2 separate regions of the Podarcis muralis genome follow, and region 1 is linked to region 2. Evidence: chromatin contacts called from public Hi-C data. All regions are on one chromosome and are shown on one strand. Each heading gives the region's core, a stretch centred on a gene start, on an enhancer-like site or on the middle of the called end of the contact. The rest is flanking DNA. Distances are from core to core; before and after follow the strand shown.

Evidence for each region. A called contact is a pair of places that touch in the nucleus more often than the background predicts.
Region 1: a contact with region 2 is called in a Hi-C map of blood, with 4 times the contacts expected there. The contact joins the promoter of ABCD1 here to the promoter of RPL10 in region 2. A contact is called at or near these places in 2 of 3 Hi-C or Micro-C datasets (blood and tail).

Annotation. Positions count from the first base shown.
Region 1 is chr17:38,202,103-38,207,849 of rPodMur119.hap1.1, reverse strand. It overlaps ABCD1 (ATP binding cassette subfamily D member 1), which reads left to right and starts at 3,496. Exons shown (of 10, transcript XM_028711684.2): 1 at 3,496-4,621. The coding sequence starts at 3,683.
Region 2 is chr17:38,064,982-38,070,003 of rPodMur119.hap1.1, reverse strand. It overlaps RPL10 (ribosomal protein L10), which reads left to right and starts at 3,081. Exons shown (of 7, transcript XM_028711743.2): 1 at 3,081-3,102; 2 at 3,229-3,261; 3 at 4,915-4,973. The coding sequence starts at 3,239. It overlaps IDH3G (isocitrate dehydrogenase (NAD(+)) 3 non-catalytic subunit gamma), which reads right to left and starts at 1,919. Exons shown (of 14, transcript XM_028711728.2): 1 at 1,764-1,919; 2 at 878-919. The coding sequence starts at 1,832. LOC114587473 (a long non-coding RNA gene) reads left to right here and starts at 1,781. Exons shown (of 2, transcript XR_003704294.2): 1 at 1,781-1,904; 2 at 2,209-2,445.

The sequences.
Region 1 (5,747 bases), core at 2,247-4,746, 140 kb before region 2:
ATGTGGCGTATGTAGTGTGTGAGTGTGAGTGTGTGTGAAGTTTGTGCAAACAGAATGATTGGGGTGGGGGAGTTCCTGCTACACTGCTTTCATCAGAACCTCAGTGCCGAATTTATTTATTTTGATTTTTAAATTACGTGATAAAAAGTGGAAAGGTGGCATGGCAACCAGGAACAGATGGAGGGGATGCAGTTCTAGTCAGGTTTCTGTTTCTGGTACTTGAAAAAGAACAGGGCTTTTATTGGTACTCATCTCATTAAACTGAATTGGCTGCTACTGTTTAATTACCAAAAGGAATTTTCACCTCTGACCCACTGGCAGCTGTCAATTTAATTTCATACTTCTAGTTTAGATGGTGTGTTACTCTACATTTTCTTATCTCTGTAGGAACAAAAAGAGCAACTGTCATGACACTACAGGAAACCTCGGTTGCCATGGCAATGCCAAAGGGTAGTGGCCTTAGTGATTTCCAGGCTAACGAGACTTCAGGTTCCCATTCGCAGGCAATAGGCTCTTCCGTGCAAAGATAGAGACGTGGAAATACAGTAGCCAACAGTCCAAACTCCACATCCCCGGGTTCTTTTTAATCTTCTGGCTCCTCCAGGCCAGCCAAACACTGCTGTGCTGGGCGGAAGGCATGTTTATGTCAAAGCACTGCAGTGAAAAGGAGATTCTAGTTCTGCCCTTTTTTTACTTTACTGTCTTTCCAAGAACCGGTTTCCAATTCTTGCCATGGGGAGGATTCCAATAGGAGCTGGAACTGGGTTCTGGCAGAGAAGCAGGGGCATGCACATGCTTGGTGCATTGCACTCAATTGAGCGTTGCCACAATACCTGCCCTTTTCTACCTCTGCCATATTAACAACCAGCCACTTTGCATATGTGCTCTTGAACACTTGCTGTGTGTGCAGCACCTTGGCTTAATCAGAACAAATACTAACCATAGTTACAGCAGAGTACCCAGTCATTGAGGACCTGGCTTCTGCAGCAGTGATGCCACTATACATGTAGTCAAACAGACTTTGCAAGCATCACGGCCAAAGGAGCAGACTGATCACCAAGGACATACCAGCTCTCCTCCAGTCACCATGGCTAGCTCAGTTTAGCAGCAAGCCTGAAAGGAATGTTTTATTGGATCCTAATGTGGCTGTTATTGTGAAACTTGTCATGGGGTCCTTGCTCATAGTAGCATTCTTGCTTCCTAGCCTTTGGTTATATAAGGATGCGATGTAAGCATGACATCAACAAATAATTGCTTTCTGAAATATATACATGCCATGAAGTCAAGGAAACCCTTTGAGTTATTGTGAAATCCCAGGCAGTTGTTTTGTAAAGAATGCAAACTGGAAGATCTTGAGGCTTAATCACAAACCTTGGGATGGGTTTCATCCATGGGCATCCTGCATGCAGCTGGTGGGAAAACTTCAGGACTTTGCTGACATTGGGGTTTTGAGGACTTCAGCTCCTTCCTCTAAAAGAACTATGACCTTTAGCTCCTTCAGATTAAAAAGACATTTGAGGGGTAAATTAAAGAACCCGCAGTGATAACAATCAGGACAGAGTCTAATGTTTATCTCTATGGTGCCAGCTCTGAACTTTGTACACCTACTCACACTAGCAGTTTTTTAAGCTTTTGGATTGTCTATTTGTTATAGAAACTCTAACATACTGAGCAGAGTATAGTTTAAAGATAAAGGTAAAGGACCTCTGACAGTTAAGTCCGGTCGCAAACAACTCTGGGGTTGCGGCGCTCATCTCGTTTTACTGGTCAAGGGAGCTGACGTTTGTCTGCAGACAGTTTTTCCGGGTCATGTGGCCAGCATAGCTAAGCTGCTTCTGGCAAAACCGGAGCAGCGCACAGAAACGCCAATTGCCTTCCCGTCAGAGTGGTACCTATTTATCTACTTGCACTTTGACGTGCTTCTGAACTGCTAGGTTGGCAGGAGGTGGGACCGAGCAACAGGAGCTCACCCTGTCACGGGGATTCGAACTGCCAGCCTTCCGATCAGCAAGCCCTAGGCTCAGTGGTTTAGACCACAGCGCCACCTCAGAGTATAGTTTAGGAACTCACAAAGACATAAAGTATTGGTGTGTTCAAACTTGAGTAGGGGTGGATTACTGAGCTAGCAAAATAATCTAATCCTCTCCTCATACATAAGCATACTCACCATGTCCATTATCTCTTGAGCTCACGAAACCATTGATGCTGCCAAAACATTTCCCCTCAATATGCACCCATAACTGTGCATCTTCTAGGGCATGAAAGGAAGTGAAATTCCATTTTGTTGGAAGCTGCTCCCTGCGCTTGAAATGGTACCCCAGTAACTGCCTAGAACAATCTGCCCAAACTGGTGCTTTCCATATATTTTAGACTACAACTCCAAAACACTGGAACTTGGTTGACCTATGACCACAGACGATGGGAGCTGGTGGTCTGGAGGGTTGCCACAGGTTGCCCATCCCTACTCTAGATGGTGTTGGACTACAAGTCTCATTATCTCTTACCATTGGCCATGCTGGCTGGGGCTGATGGAAATTAAAAGTCCAACAACATCTGGAACCCACAACAGAAAGACTTTTTGATATGATCTAACAACGCTACGCAATGCAATTTCCATTCTCCCACACACCATGATTGCTGTGCTCCGCCTCAGTGCTGGAGGCGCAATGCTTCTGAGTACCACTTGCTGAAACCTGGAGGAGAGGTGAGTGCTCTTGTGCTCGGATCCCGCTTGTGGGTAGGCATCTGGTTGGCCAGTGAGAACAAGATGCCAGACTAGATGGGCCATTGGTCCTGAACCAGGAGGGCTCGTGTCTCTTTCATACACACACCCCACATCCAACAGGACACAGAATTTGCTTTAAAATATATTCTATATGTTATTGGTTTTTCAAAATAACAAAACCGACATCCAACAGCACCCCCTTCTCACCCTACCCTCCAAACAGATTCCTGATGGCAAAAATATTTTCTTAACCTCGTGTGTTACATCAGGTTTTATTGTCAAACCTTTAAAGTCATCTACATTCATGCACTTATTATTAATTAAGCACGCAGTAACTGTGTTCTCTCGGGGAGTTGCAAGCAGTGAACATGCTCCTCCTCGGCGTCTTCTAATTAGAAAATAAATCATCCGTTGTTTTTTTAGAAGCCACAGCTCCATTGCTTGCAATGATGGATGCGGCAGATCAACCAACCCCAAAATAATGGGTTAAAAAACCCAAAAACGTCTGGATTTAAGACGAACGCCTGGACACATCCTGTATTTACTGGGTGCGATTGGTGCAGTGGACTCTAGCGGGGTCTAAAACCTCCGAATTCGAGCGATTTAAAGGAAGAGCAAAAGCGAGCGAGAGAAAGAGCTAAACACGCGCGCGACTCTTCCAGGCGCCACCTAGCGGCTGCCTCGAGGAGCGCCCGTCTGTCGCCGTCCTCTCTATGGTGCCCCGAGGCTTTCTCTATGGTTCTAAGGGATGGCCATGGCTCAGTCCCCTCCCACCTAGTCAGGCTGAGGGCTGGGCATTGTGGGGTGAGAGCGGACTCTGGCTGAAGAGCCAGCCCTGCCACAGCCAGGCAGAGAGCAGAGCACCCGAGCTGGAGGAGGAGGAGAAGGAGTGGTGGGGGGGCAGAGAGGAAGCCAGGACCAAGGGGCAGTACCCCCCACCCCACCCTAAGGGACACCATGCCAGTTGCCACAGCCAAAGTGGCAGCCAGGTTGGCCCAGGGGGTCACGGCGAAAAGAGCGGCGGTGGCACTGCTGGTGGCGGCGTATGGAGCCAAGAAGTTGTACCCAGTCCTGCGGCGACAGTGGGCTTCCTCTGACCTCCAAGTGAATGCCAACTCAGCAGGGCACCACAGTGCTGAAGAGCCAGCCTCCAAGTGGGGGGCAGCCGATGAGGTGGCAGCATCTCCACCCGGGGTGAACAGGGTGTTTTTCTTCCGCCTGCTGCGCCTGCTGAGGTTGCTGTTCCCTGGGCCACTGTGCCGTGAAACGGGGCTCCTGGCCTTGCACTCGGCCGCCCTAGCCAGCCGCACCTTCCTCTCGGTCTACGTGGCCCAGCTGGACGGGCGCCTGGCCCGCTGCATCGTCCGCAAGAACCCGCATGACTTTACGTGGCAGCTTCTTCAGTGGCTGCTCATTGCCCTGCCTGCCACATTTGTCAACAGTGCCATTCGATACCTAGAAGGGCAGCTGAGCCTGGCCTTCCGCGGACGTTTAGCGGACCATGCCTATCGGCTCTACTTTGAGGGCCAGACCTACTACCGCGTCAGCAACATGGACGGACGCCTGCGCAACCCGGACCAGTCTCTCACGGAAGATCTGGTGGCCTTCGCCAACTCCGTGGCTCACCTCTACTCGAACCTGACCAAGCCGGTGCTGGATGTGATTGTCACTTCCTATACCCTGCTCAGCTCGGCCAGATCGAAAGGAGCCGACACAGCCTGGCCCTCGGTCATTGCCGGCCTGGTGGTCTGCATCACTGCCAAGGTGCTGCGTGCCTGTTCGCCAAAGTTTGGCCAGCTGGTGGCTGAAGAGGCACGTCGGAAAGGGGAGCTGCGCTACATGCATTCCCGGGTGGTCGCCAACTCGGAAGAGATTGCTTTCTATGGGGGCCATAAGGTAAAGCAAGTGGGCAACGTGCCATGGTTCTCTGGGAGGAAAGCAGGGATCAGCTGATAGGAGGATTACTGGAAGCCAGGACTCCTGGGTTTCCGGACAGGGAATTATAGTGTAGTAGAACTGGAGAAACAGAGAAGGGTAGTTTACCACCAGCCTCTTTTGTTATATGTCTTTCCACTTTCTCTTCTTCCCCTGAGCTCCAAAACGGAGGCAGCTGACCCTGCCAGGCCCTGGGCCGGTGGAAGTGAAGTTGGCTTTATAGAGAGACAAGCTAGAGCTGAAACCAGCACCCTTGTTTACTTCCTTTTCTTTGTAGTCTTCTTCCTTGAATTTGTCCGAGGGCAAGGCTGAGGCCCTGACCTGAATTTATCCAGCTTCAAATCTGTCCATGTTCAGTAATCCTCCACCAGTCTAAATTTCCATAGAAACCTTTCTTGGTTTCTATTGCTCATGCTTGACTTCTGCCTCAACCGTCAAAACAGCCCCAGGCGTTTCCAAGTGTGGCACTTAAGGATTCCTGCACTGCCTAGCGGAGGCGATTGGATGGCAGTTGCAGTGTGTTTATCAGACACCATTTCTGATCCCCAGATTTGGAAAAGCAATGGATCAGATAACATATAACAGTAACAGATGAGAGCTGGGAATCAGGGGATCTAGGCTCTTCCTGTTTTCTGAATCATCGTGAGGGTGGGGGGCGGGGGGGGGGGGAATGCTCTTATACTGAGGGCGATGGTGACCGAAGTTAATCGTCATTTTTATCACATGTACACTGCAGTCGCCCCTCTCCATTCCAGCCCAGCTGTGTCAGGAACATTCCAAGGCCGAAAACTCTCCTACCTTTGGCATCCTGCCCAAATTAAGGGTAATTGTAGGTCACATTCGCACACAGAAATACAGCAACGGGACCAGCCTTTGTGCTTAAACATTTATTAGAACCATGCAGATTTGTGCACACATGCACACACCTCAGACAAAAAGTCTATAGCAGCAGTTGCCCTTTAGAAAAAAGGAGTATGACCAGTATTAGTCATGATGACATTTGAATTGTGTCACCACTTGTGATGTTTAAGACAATTATCTCTGAATGTTCAGGGTTTTCTTAGGGCTATTGGATGCATTTGTGCTG
Region 2 (5,022 bases), core at 1,832-4,331:
TAACCAAACATTTGCCAAGATCCTTCATCTAGCATTTTAACCAGCAGAGTGCTTTACAATCTCTTAGGTCCTTAGATCCATTATAGTATTGCGATTTACAGAGTGTGACTTCCTCTGTGTGCTGCAATAGTCAAAGATTTCTTTCATTTTTAAACAAATATGACCAGGATTCTAATCCGCACGGACACCAGCTTCAGTGAACAGGGAAGCCAGAGTGTATTAAGGACTACAAGACCAAACTTCCAAGGGTCCAGAAAGTATATCTGGTGCCTCTGAAATGTTATCCACAGATCTTTTTAATTTTTCCATGTATTTTGGAAAGTTAGTTGCTTGCTATGCATTTGGATACCTCTTCAAGATATCATAACCAAATTTTGCACAACAGTTTGTGAATCAAGGAGCAGATTTTCATCTATGTTGGGATAAAATTGGATGCCATTTTGAATCAAGATAATAGCCTCAACCTTTGAAAACTGCACTGATTTTAACCACTGATTTTAAAAGGTACAAGACTGTTATTACCTTGTAATTTCCCTACACAGTTAATAAGTCAGAATTATTACTCCAATTGAACAAAGAGAAGACATGGAAAAGGCAGGTCAACATGGCAGAGCCCATTAGAACATCTTCCTCCAAGAGGAGAAACTGTCCTAGATTGCAACATTTTGTTTGCATACCAGATTTGATCCCAACTCCTCGGGTGCCCAATCAGTAAAGAGATTAGAAACAGGTGTCACATCAGGACTATTTACATTCCCCATCTGTCCATAGACAGCGGTCAGTGAATTTGTGGGGGAAATAATGTACAACAGAAGACAAGAGTGCCTCCCCTAACATCTCTCTGTGACAAAGGATGGCAAGCACAAGCAATACAAACCGAGGCCACATTCCTGCGACTGCCATCTGTCAGAGCCTGCACCTGTGAGGGAGAGAGAAAAACAGTATAGGCTAAGGAAGGTGATTTGGGGAATCCAGAAATAAAGGATTCTTACAAGACAGGAATGAAACACTAGGTGTCTGCCTGACTCTGTGAAATTACAGGTTTGGGCGAGATCTTTCATTTATTCCCCTTTGCCAGAAGCTAGAGCTGGATATTTGCTCTGTCAAAGCGTTCTTGCTCAACTGTCCCATCAAATATGATCAAGTATTTACTGCTAATGAAGGGTTCAAATCCACATTCAGCCATGACGCTCACTGGGTGACTGTGGGCCAGCCTCTCAACCTCTCACAGGGCTGCTGTTGTGAGGATAAATGGGGAGCAGCAGGAAAAGTGTGAACCACCTTGAGCTCTCTGGATGAAAGGTGGGAGATAAATGCAATTAATAAATAAGTCTGTAGGAAAGCAATGGGTGGCAGTTATTCCAGACTCATTACTATAGAGGTTACTAATCATCATCATCATCATCTCCTCGTGCAAACGGGGCTGTTTCCTTTCCTTTAATTTCCTTGGTTGTGCTTTTAGCCCTTTAATTCTCCTCTCCTAGTCTCATATCTATCGCCCAATCAAAATTATCTGCTACGCAACGAGTCCCAAAGGAAGCGCCCAATAAAAAAACCTTTCCATAAGAGGCCAGCCAATGCGAAAGCACCATTCTCCTTTTGTCCCACCCGCCGTCTGCCTCCTTAACCAATCGGAAACATGGCAACGGTTGCCGCAGCCCGCCCACCCACTCCCCTGAGAGGAAACCAAGAAGCGGCGCCGGTTTCTCTTCACCTCCGGACAAGGTCATTGTCCACAACCGCAGTCGAAACCGTCGTCTTACCGAGCGGGACGCCAACAAGGCTGGCCTCCACAGCTGCCTGCCAGTGTACAAAACTGCCGAAGCCGCCATCCTTCAATCTTCTGAGGGGGGCGAATTAAGAGGAGTCTTATCCAGATACCGCGAGACCTGTGACGAAATCCCGTAAGAAACCGCGTCTTCCCGCACAAGCGGCGGGAGGAGCGCATGCGCAGTAAAGTTGCTTTAGCCTGTCTCTTCCGACAGAGCTTGAGATCCTTATAATTCCCGGTGGATATTCTCCGGGATTCCTAGCATTCTCATTCGTACTTTGCAACCGTAAATAACTCACAGCTGCCATTTTATTAGTTATTAACCCAGCAGGTCGTAATGTCCAAAGAAAGCAGGGCTCACAGTAGGCGCCAAACGAATAGAAATTCGTTTAATTATTCTGCTCTTCGTTTAGTGTTGCTTTTGCTTATGATTTCAGCTGAATGCAACGAGAGCTGCAATGCATCCTTAGTTAGAGTAGAACTGTGCAAGCAAGGACGTCTTAATAAAATTGCTCCTCGTTTCGGGGTTGAAGACTATACGGAAAGCCAGCAAGTTAAATGATACATACTGGACTTCAATGTGAATTAAGTCTTTGTTTTCTTTTTCTGTAAACTTTCGACAAAATTGCTTATTACAGCCACATTAATAAAACAACTATTACTCTGTTTCCCAAGCTGATTTTTTGAAGAATTCATTGAACTGGTTTACCTCATTATTACGGTACTGCAAAATATGTTTAGCATTTTACACCCCCGGTGACCCATTTTTTTGTCACTCATGTACATGTACGCGGCTTCACTCCATGTTTTATTATTTATGTGTACAAAGATAACAAAAATAGTATACAGTAGATAAAGATATATAGATGTATAAAAAGAACAACTATGTTACTGTATTTCGAAGTGCCAAGTAAGAGCGGAGGTCGATAGAGGCATTGCAGCTCCTTCCCGTGAATAAAAACCTTGAAAACTAGCACCACCTAACTCAAAAGCCACGGGCAATTCCACACGTTATACAGTTCAAAATACTGAGGCTATTATAACGTTCAGCACTGACACGAGGGTTGTTGTTGTTTTTAAGATCTCCCATCTAAAACTGCACGGGCACCTCCTTCGCCCTTCTATCCCTCAGTTAAAGGCTTAAACGTCCACTCAAATGGAGTCAGAATCAACCCGGAAGCTAACGTGTCGCGCCGACCTTCCGGATACGTTAAGCTTCCGCTGCTTCCGGTCCAGACAAGCCCCAACCTCTGTGTCCGCGGCCGTCCTAGAGCGGCAGCGTTGATAAGCAGGGCGCAGGCGCGCTCCCCGCTCTCTTTCCGCTCGGCGAGGTGAGTACGCGGGTGAGGCGGCTGCGGCGCGGCTTGGGCCTGAGAGCGAGAAGCAGGCCCCGCGCTCGGCCCGCTTCCCTTGGCGGCCCCGGACTGACTCTCTCTCTCTCTCTCTTTGCCTCTCAGACCTGCAGCCATGGGCCGCCGACCCGCGCGCTGGTGAGTTGGGCCGCCCGGAGGACGGGCAAGGCCGGGAGGAGGCCGCGTGGCCGCTCCGTCAGGGGGAGGACGCGGCGAGGCGGCTCTGCCAGGAACGGGAGAGGCCGAAAGGGGTCTCTCCTGGCAGCCGCATCTCCCGCTTTCCTCTTCTGGCGGGGGCCGCCATCGGGGAGGACGAGGGTGGGCGACCGAAACGGGCCCCGCCTCGGGGGCTCTGGGCTTTCACGGCTTGCTTGTGGCCCGTGGACCCTTCTGCGTTGCCGCCTGTGGTGGTTCTTAGCAGCAAGGTTGCCTTCCTGGGATGGCTATTAGACCCCAAACACCCACCCCGTACACACACACACACACACACACACACACACCGTGAGTTTAGCATAAAAACATGAGATTTCTGCCAGATTTGATCAAGGGGCTGCCCGCCTCATTTTGCATCCTGCCTCCTAGCAGCTGCCAGTTGTATGCATGCATCAGAAACCCTTAAGCGGGACACGAAGGCTGAAGCCTCCCCGTGTTCTTTGTCCCTAATATCCATAATGTTAGTGGTTTGGGTGGTAGTCACTGCTAGTTGTACTCAGAGTAAGCCCACTGAAGCAAGCAGGTATGACTAACAGGTTCACTAATTTCAGTGGATGCGCTCCTGAGTAGGATGTAGTTGAGTACAGTATGATACTAATATGTGTGAGAGTCTTCAGAGTGCTTCACATAAATATTCTTTATTTTATTCTTACAACACTAAGCATTAGATACTAAGCTTAGAGAGTTGAGACTGAAAGTGGCTTTGCCTGAGACCACATAATGGCCTGGTTCAGACTTTCATTCAAAGCCTCATAAACTTTTATGAAGCCAGGTACTAGCCATTCTATCACACACCACCCCCAGCAGGCCAGCATAAATCCAGATTTCCTGGTTGTGTCTTAACACAAGCCAAGATTTTTGCATAGAAACTGATGAGGAATAGGAGACATACTTCTCACAAGTGCCCATTCCAAGCTTCAAAAGCCATGGCTTGTTGAGCCGAAAGCGATTGTCCAAACCATGGTGTAACTTTGAGGTAAACATTGCTGCAGAAATTACTATTGATCTCGGGATGGGAGCCAGATCTGTCAGCCAAATGTATAGGGAAAGTAGAAGTTATTGGGTTCACAGAACTTCCCTTACTGTTAAGAAACAGTACTAGTATGAAAATAAAAGCCAATAAATACAGATAAGTGTCTACATGCTCTTTATTAATTGTATGAGACATATTTCTAATTTAGCACTTGCTTGGTAGCCATAGAGCAGCAAGAAATTGAATGTGGCAAGTGAGCAGACTAGCAACATGGAAGGAGGATTCTGTTCCTTATGTTTGCCCAGCATAGACATGCAATGAGCTGCTGAAGGAAGGTTGGAGCTCTTCATCCTTCCACTGCTAAACTCCATTAGGCTAGTAAATTGGTTTAAAAGGCTAATACCTGGGACTGCATCTTGGACCAGTTTCTAACCCACCAACCCCCAATCAGATGTGAATGACCAGAGGCAAGGGTTGATGGGAGCCGTAGTTCAACAACCTATGCAAGGCTATAGGTTCCCCATTTCTGGTTTAACATATTCAGCAGTTGTGACTTTAATTTCAAAAAATTGTTTCTGACTACCTTATCTGTCTTTTTCTTCTAGTTATCGATACTGCAAGAACAAGCCTTACCCCAAATCCCGTTTCTGTAGAGGTGTTCCTGGTAAGTTAATATATTTATTTTTGCCTGATGAACTGTTAAATTGAACTTC